Linked DNA regions of Mus musculus: region 2 is linked to region 1. A link is a contact called in public Hi-C data. All regions are on one chromosome and are shown on one strand. Each heading gives the region's core, a stretch centred on a gene start, on an enhancer-like site or on the middle of the called end of the contact. The rest is flanking DNA. Distances are from core to core; before and after follow the strand shown.

Evidence for each region. A called contact is a pair of places that touch in the nucleus more often than the background predicts.
Region 2: a Hi-C map of rod photoreceptor shows a contact between it and region 1, with 2.7 times the contacts expected there. The contact joins the promoter of Elovl4 here to the enhancer-like site in region 1. A contact is called at or near these places in 1 of 39 promoter capture datasets (macrophages), 2 of 484 Hi-C or Micro-C datasets (epidermal suprabasal cells and rod photoreceptor), 1 of 115 datasets of contacts at active chromatin or transcription factors (embryonic stem cells) and 2 of 9 other capture datasets (liver and pancreatic islet).

What each region holds. Positions count from the first base shown.
Region 1 is chr9:83,759,473-83,763,579 of GRCm38.p6, reverse strand. No RefSeq gene overlaps it. Among named protein-coding and RNA genes, the nearest start is that of Gm39386, 35 kb to the right of the region's middle. Within about 2 kb of position 2,074, at least 3 of the 459 cell types and tissues checked have an H3K27ac peak or open chromatin away from gene starts, as enhancers often do. A contact at or near this core is called in rod photoreceptor, where this site is marked.
Region 2 is chr9:83,804,221-83,808,534 of GRCm38.p6, reverse strand. Elovl4 (elongation of very long chain fatty acids (FEN1/Elo2, SUR4/Elo3, yeast)-like 4) reads left to right here and starts at 2,230. Exons shown (of 6, transcript NM_148941.2): 1 at 2,230-2,596. The coding sequence starts at 2,497.

The DNA.
Region 1 (4,107 bases), core at 825-3,324:
CCAACCCCTAGAGCTCCCAAGGACTGGACCACCAACCAAAGAATACACATGGAGCAACCCATAGTGCTGGACACATATGTGGCAGAGGATGGCCTTGTTGGACATCAGTGGGAGGAGAGGCCCTTGGGCCTGAGGGTGTTCGATGTCCCAGTGCAGGGGAATGCCAGGGTGGGAGGATGGGAGTGGGTAGATGGGGGGAGCACCCTCATAAAGGCAGGGGGAGGGTGATGGGATAGGAGGTTTCCGAAGGGGAGACCTGGAAAGGGGAAAACATTTGAAATATAAATAAAGAAAATATCTGAAACAAAAAACAAAACAAAACAAAACAAAAAAACCCACCATTTACTCAGAGTTAGGAATATGGCTTAGTGTGTCAGGGTGGTTCCAGCCAACTCTAACCACTTGAGTTCATTCCCAGGGATTCACATGGTAGAAAGAAAGAACAAACTCCCACAGACTTTCTTCTGATATGCCCATTGTGTTCTGTGGCATGGTTGAGGCCCCACTTACAGAGACTGAACAAGTTAGCTAAAATTACCTGTTTGCTCCAAATAAAATAAAATAAAATAAAATAAAATAAAATAAAATAAAATAAAATTCTCAAGTCCTTTTTTTCAGCGAACAACTCACGTCTGACAGCTCATCAGTCTTGGATTTGAGGACCGTGGAAGAAAAACTCAATACCTCTTCCACAACATCTCTCTTCATGTGATTTTTTTTTTTTTTTTTTTTTTTGTGGTTCAACAACGTAAAGATCTACATTCATCTTATCAAATGTTATTGAAACGTATCTGTTGTGATTCCTTTATATTCTTCCCATTAACACGGGTTTTGACATTTTGCTTATCTTTAGTATATATTTAACAGGACTATCAGAGGTTAGACATTCAAGAGGTGAGCTTGCCTGTTATCCAAAATCAGAAAACTTGTTGATATTTTCTCAAAACAAAACTGAAAGCATTTTTTTTAAAGTCTAGAGACTCCTGTCTGAGCTTTGTTACTTAGATGAAACCTGGAACAAGTTACTAAATCCTTCTGGGTCTGTTGCTTTATATATAAAATGAGGCTAATAATATCTAACTGAATACAAGAAAATTAAATAAAACGGTATACATAGTCTTTAGTTTGTATCTAACTCAGAGTTGCACAGAACATGACAATTTTTGCATTTTCTCAGTATCTTCTTAAAAGTCCTACCTCTCCTGCATTTGGTAAAAGAGTTTTATTATTATTTCGTGATTTATTTTATAACAGTTCTGGGGAAAGTTTTGTGCTTTGCATGGCTATTATTCAGTAATTTTCAAAAGTGAATTATTGCTCTAGGCCATTTTCTACTTGTAAATTATTCACAACTGTCCTTAAGTTCAATTCCAAAAATGGTTATATTACCTAGTTGCAGCAAAAAATTGACTACTCACTGCATATTTAGGTTAATATTGGGATGTTTTCCCTTGATGTCTATTTATAGCTTAAAGCATACTTTTGAAGGAGTTTTGCTGTACTGAGAAAATGATAGAAACTCTTCTGGTGAATTGATCTAGTAAAAGTATAATTAATATTTTAAAAGGTAATATATGCATCATATGTATTAACTACCCCTTAGAAGACTGGTTGCGTTGTTGCTTATATAACATACTACATTATGTCATCATCAAATAGTTACAAAAAATGCTATGATGATATGATTTGATGCTTCCTTGGAAAACACACACACACAGACACATACACACACTGCAAATACAAAATTTGATTCGCTTAGAAAAACTCTCCAGTTAAGGGGTAACTGAGTCATTAATTGTACCTCTGAAGTTCTGACACTGTTTACTGTAGATTAATGGACTAAACTTTAAATTTTGGCAAAGAAAATCTCTATAGGAAGACATTATTACTTACGTACTTAAGTTTATTTAATAGCAGAATAAACCTAAAGAAGTTTTGGTATTGGCTTTTACAGATTTATAGAAGGAGTTAATGTGCACTCCTTGTGAGATGGGGGAGGGGGTAGAAGAGCAGAAAAGATAATCAGATTAAGGGCTCACTGTCAGACACTGTGACAATAATAGAAATTAATGACTGTAAATCCTAAGGGGCCTGCCATAGATCCCTAGCCTAAACAACAGTACTAATACCATGCCCTTCGCTCTATGCATCTCCAAACCTCTTTCTGTTTCAGTATTAGGACCTCAGACACATTTATTAGCTGTTCATAGTATTGTGTGCGTCAGCTGCTTGAGAAACCAAGGCAGGAGGATCACCTGAGCGCAGAGCTTTCAGATCAGCCTTGAGACTTTGCCTCAACATTTTTTATTAATTGGGGGAGCACAGATAGCTCAGTGTTTAAAACCCAAGTTGAATCTTAGCTCATAACTACATGTAACCCTGAGAGCACCTGCATTCACGTGTACATATTCACATACACACACATAGACACTAGCAGGGTGGTGGTGGCACACACCTTTAATCCCAACACTGCAGAGGCAGAGGCAGAGAGGCAGAGAGGCAGAGAGGCAGAGAGGCAGAGAGAGAGGCAGAGAGAGAGGCAGAGAGGCAGAGAGAGAGGCAGAGAGGCAGAGAGAGAGAGGCAGAGAGGCAGAGAGAGAGGCAGAGAGGCAGAGAGGCAGAGAGGCAGAGAGGCAGAGAGGCAGAGAGAGAGGCAGAGAGGCAGAGAGGCAGAGAGGCAGAGAGGCAGAGAGGCAGAGAGGCAGAGAGGCAGAGGCAGGCCAGCCTGGTCTACAGAGTGAGTTTCAGGTGAGGCAGGGCTACACAGAGAAACCCTGTCTTGAAAAGTAAACAAAATAAAAGGAATCTTTAAAAGGGCTAACAATTATTTCAACAAAATTATACTATGGGTCTTATTACTGGTATACTGAATTTCTTTGAAGTCACATGCAAAATTTTTATTATAAATATTCTTAAAAACAGACATCAATTTTTTAGAGTAATTTCAGGTTCCAGGAGGAAAACTGAGCAGAGATCATAGAGGATCCACAAACCATCTGCCCCGCGCCATGACTTTTGCTGATTTTAACACAGTAATACAAGTTCCAGATGGCATTTGGGCTCACTCTAGGTGTTATATAAACCCCACGGTCACAATAGATTCAGTCCCTGGGAGCTCTTTGTGACACACCTCTCTTCCTCTAACGCTGGCCACTACTCATCTTTTGGCTGTCCCCATGTGTGTACCTTTTGCAGAATGAATATTCTATTTGCTGGAATCACATTGTGCCTTTTCAGTTAGTGTGTGTTTGTGTTCGTGAGCGCGCGCGCGTGCGTGCGTGCGTGCGTGCGTGTATGTGTGTGTGTGTAAGACCTCTTACATGTTTTCTCAGGGCTTGAGGGCTACTTCTTTATCATTGCCTCGTATGCCATTGTTTTGATGGACCACCATTCTTTTTTTTTATTACGTATTTTCCTCAATTACATTTCCAATGCTATCCCAAAAGCCTCCCACACCCTCCCCCCCCCTCCCCTCCCCACCCATTCCCATTTTTTGGCCCTGGCGTTCCCCTGTACTGGGGCATATAAAGTTTGCCTGTCCAGTGGGCCTTCTTTCCAGTGATGGCCGACTAGGCCATCTTTTGATACTTATGCAGCTAGAGTCAAGAGCTCCAGGGTACTGGTTAGTTCATAATGTTGCACTTACAGAGTTGCAGATCTCTTTAGCTCCTTGGATACTTTCTCTAGCTCCTCCATTAGGGGCCCTGTGATCCATCCAAGAGTTGACTGTGAGCATCCACTTCTGTGTTTGTTAGGCCCTGGCCTAGTCTCACAAGAGACGGCTATATCACGGTCCTTGCACCAAACGCTTGCTAGTGTATGCAATGGTGTCATCGTTTGGAGGCTAATTATGGGATGGATCCCTGGATATGGCAGTCTCTTGATGGTCCATCCTTTTGTCTCAGCTCCAAACTTTGTCTCTGTAACTCCTTCCATGGGTTTCCAATTCTAAGAAGGGGCAAAGTGTCCACACTTTGGTCTTCGTTCTTCTTCAGTTTCATGTGTGTTGCAAATTGTACCTTATATCTCACTATACTAAGTTTCTGGGCTAATATCCACTTATCAGTGAGTACATATTATTTGAGTTCTTTTGTGATCGTGTTACCT
Region 2 (4,314 bases), core at 981-3,480, 45 kb before region 1:
CCTCAATTTTATAGCTAACCCTTGAAGCTCTTCCAGTCTCTACCCATTACCCCACTTCAAAGCTGCTTCTTTTCAAAAGACTAAGTAACTTGTAGAGAATACAGATTTATTTCTTACAGTATAAAACTAGGAAGCCTATATTCAAGGCACTAGATCTAGTGAGGGTGCTTTTGTTTCCTGCATCATTCCATGGTAAAAAAAGTAGACGACTAAGAAGTATTTATTCTGAGAGACCAAACTCACAATTTAAAATGCTTTGCGCTGGGCAGTGGTGGCACACACCTTTAATCCCAGCACTTGGGAGGCAGAGGCAGGTGTATTTTAGAGTTTGAGGCCAGCCTGGTCAAAAAAATAAAAAAGCTTTGCTACTTAATCTATTTATGAAAGGGGAGCCCTCATGATCCACACCACTCCAAGTAGGTCTCAACTCTCTACCTTGCTGTATTGGGGATTGAGATCCAACAACACATGAACTTCTAGGGATGTTTTCAAACCATAGACGCAAGCTTTGGTTCTGTGTGATTATTGGTATCTGTAAACTACTTGTGAATTAAGCAATATTAAGTAATGGACTGTAATCTTCACACCAAGTAATAGAGCTCAAGGGTGGATACATCCTAAGACTGTTTCTTCTTATGTGCTTGAACAGCTCCTAAGTATAAATAAAAATGACTATGCCCCCAAGTAAGGCAGAGAAAATGTTAACAATATAGTTGCCATTTCTAACTTAACATTGATGGGGCTTGTCTATGATTTCCTTATGTGACAGGCGCCCCCTAGTGAACAAGGAACTCAAACTGACCTCCACTGTAGAAGAGAGGCTCCAAGAAAATTCTTGAATAAAGCTGCCTTAATGATTCCACATTATATTAAATAAGCAAAGACGGTGACATTTTGTGAGGTGAGGGTAGGAATCTGTTCTCCATCATAAAAACATCCAAGACTCCAAGACAATACAGAGGTAGCAACCAATACCATAAGCAAAGGGAAACCTAACTCATACTCACATTAACAAAGGAAATGAAATTTGACTAGAATTCTTTGTAGTTACTAGATTCGTAACTAGGAATTGAGGTGTAAGAAATTCTTTAATTTGAGAAACTTCATTCTGGCAAGCAGATTTGACAAATTAATAAATCATATCATTTGGTTGATTTCAGAATAAAGCATGTAAAGAAGGCTGTGGGGGTCTGAGTTATATAGCAAATCAGTTACCTTTAATTAGCCTTCCTCGCCGAAGCTCTCTCTACTTAAACAACTCCCACTATGCTCTGAAGTGATGTGCGTTATAATTTTGTCACCATAAATATTTATGACTTGCTATTTATAGCACAGAGTTAGGGCTCAGGTAGTACTCATGTTAACAACGTTGAGCATTTGACTCAGTGACCTCTAAAATAAGCATTCTAAATCAGTCAAGTGGAGAAAAAAAGCCGAAACAAAAGTGGATGGCACATCTGAATAAAACGCATATGAACTTGTTATTGGACCATTCACTGAAATCTTGCTTTATGTCAGAAACTATAAAAATGGCATAGTGTGATTTTGTTGCTGCAGTTATTGTTGTTGCTATTTATTCATAGAGACTGCTTTCTTCTCACAAGTCAACTGCTCTTTTTCTCCTCAGCATCACCCTTTCAGATTGACCTGAATCTCATGTGGTGCAAGTGGACTCTTTTAGCCTATTCTTATGGCTCCATCCTCTCTGAACTACCAATAGCCTAATTTGGTACAATTATATTGCTTTGATCGGCCAGTGTCGCTGTTTTCAATACTCACAAGGATTTAACTACATGCTAATAATATTTACGGGGTGACCACAGACTACTCTCCTTTGCCGCTGCTTAAGACAAATGGCATTCCTTTACAGTGAAACCACCCGCATTTCCTTGTCTGGGTGACAAGCACGTGCCACAGGCGAAGACAGCAAAAGCACATGTGATGGAGGTGAATGATAGGCAAGAACCAGAAATGCATCGCGTACTTCATCTTTGCCCACAAACTCCCACTTTTTCCCGTCCGGTTTCCCACGTTGCATCCGGCAGAACAGAGGTAACCGTGGGCAGGAAGGCAGGGGAGGAGGACTGGGTACGAGGTGTCCCCCTGCGGCGTTCCTGTGGCCCAGGTGGTGGCCCGGGGCTGGCCTTAGCGCGCCTGCGCAAGCCGGCCACCACTCGCGACCGCAGCATCCCCGCGCCCGGGGCGAGAGGAGGCGCCGCCCCGCCCCGCGCGGCCACGTGATGCGGGCGAGGGGATTGGAGCTGCGGCAGCGCGCGGCGACAGAGAGGAGCAGCGCTGGGCGCTCGTGGCTGGTCCTCCTCCTCCTCCGCCCTCCGGCTTCTTGTCTCTGCTGTTCGCCGCTGCTCTCCGCCTGCATCCCCAGTCGCGGCGCCTGGAGGAGGAGGAGACGCCGCTGCCAGCAGGGTTCCCGCCGCAGTCGCCCACGGTCCATCGGAGCCTCTCTTCTCGCCGCTGCTCGTACCTCTCCTCGCCAAGATGGGGCTGCTGGACTCAGAGCCCGGCAGCGTCCTGAACGCGATGTCCACGGCATTCAACGACACCGTGGAGTTCTATCGCTGGACCTGGACCATTGCAGGTACAGGCGAGGGGCCTCACCCATCTCCTCTGGGTGTTCCTTGGGCTGCCCACGGCTCAGACGCCAGTCCCCGGCTTCAGCGCTAGGCAAGGCCCTGCGCCCCCTACCCAGCGCCTTGAGGCTGTTGGGGGCGCTCGGGTCCCCGCAGATGCGGCGCCGCGGACCTCGCGGTTGTGCACTGGTTAATCAGATGAGACTCTCAAGGCGTACTCCCCCCCACCCCCCATCCCCTCAACACTCCCATCTCTTCAGCTCCGCGAATGCAGGAGCTGACTTAACCAGATGCTACCAGTGCAGCCAAGGAACCACCCTGCCCTGACGCCCGCATTTCCCGAGCTCGCCTATTATCTTATGCACTGGTACTCCTTATAGAGCGATAGGCCTGGAGGCGGACGAGGGCTGCGACTATACCTGTCTCTCCGCTACTTCAGCTTCCTTGAAGACTTTGACAAACCACTCATTATCTTCTTCCATTTAGCTAACCTCTTTGTAGTATAATTTCGACTGAAAAGTAAAATAACATTATTTAGCTTCTTGAAGAACGTTAGTTTTTTTGTGGTTTCCCAGTAGCAAATCTGTTAGGCTACCCTCTGCGAGAGCTTTGCGCAGTGCAGTGCCGTCAGGGGGAGGGGAAAGAAGGCAGGCTTTGGGCTGGGGGTCTCCGCAGCAGCACCTAGAGGATGGCTCAGAAGCCTGCATAAGCATAAGTACAGTGTACTGAAATTAGCGAACTTTCCCTTCAGCTGTTGAGTTTGCAGAGCAGGGCTGTCATTGAGTGACTTAGTTTTCCTAGCAGAAGTAATTGTAACATAAATGTTCACGTTTTAACATTTCTTCACTTGCTTTGTTGCTTTAAAAAGTTTCCGAGACCTTAAACGTTAAGTTTAAAGGATCCCAGGGAATAGTTTGGGGCTTTAAATTTGTGTTGTGTGTTTGCAGTGTGACCCTGTATTCTAGCAACGGAGGATGTTAGCAATATAGGTTATGATGGCTGTCTTCTTTAGAAGTGAAAAGTTTCTTCTTTAGTTTTTTGTGTTCTGTTGCTAGGGCAATCGAGACAGTGGGTTATATATAGCTTGATACAGAATGACATTTGATGTATGTGCTGTGAACAAAATGCTTGCTGGAATTGTTTCTGTATGAGACAAACGCTTTTTCGACCTGGAGGCTTCGATGACTTGTTTTAAAACGCGCGATATTTCTCAGGAGATCAAACATCTGACCGTAGGAGAGCCAGTAGTTCCCAAGCCGCGAAGCTGGCGGTGGTTTAAAGGCAGTTGTCCAGGAACGACTCTTTCTTGAGCTTTACTTTAATGCTATCACACTGATACCTGCAATACCCGGGGAAGAAGCACCCTTCCCTTCATCTCTGCGATACTGGTGGGAACATTGCATCAGAGCTTCCCCTTACACAATTGCACAGAGCCGAACATCAGACAAGCTGGCTGGCAGGTGGCGATGCGGATGAGGTTCTCCAGCTACCTCGCATCCAGAGCCACACCTAGGCGTTCTCTCTCTCGGCTCCTTCCCATTCAGTAGTGTTCTCACCTCTCCTGAGCCTCAGAAAAAAAAAAAAAAAAAAAAAAAAGAGTTGAGAGCAAAGCTAGAACGTAAGCCTCCTGTGGTGGTTCATTCCTTCTGAATGATTCTGAAAAAGACAGTGAATGGAGTTGGGGGTTTTGTGTGTTCCCTCATGTGAAAGCTTGCACCTATACTTT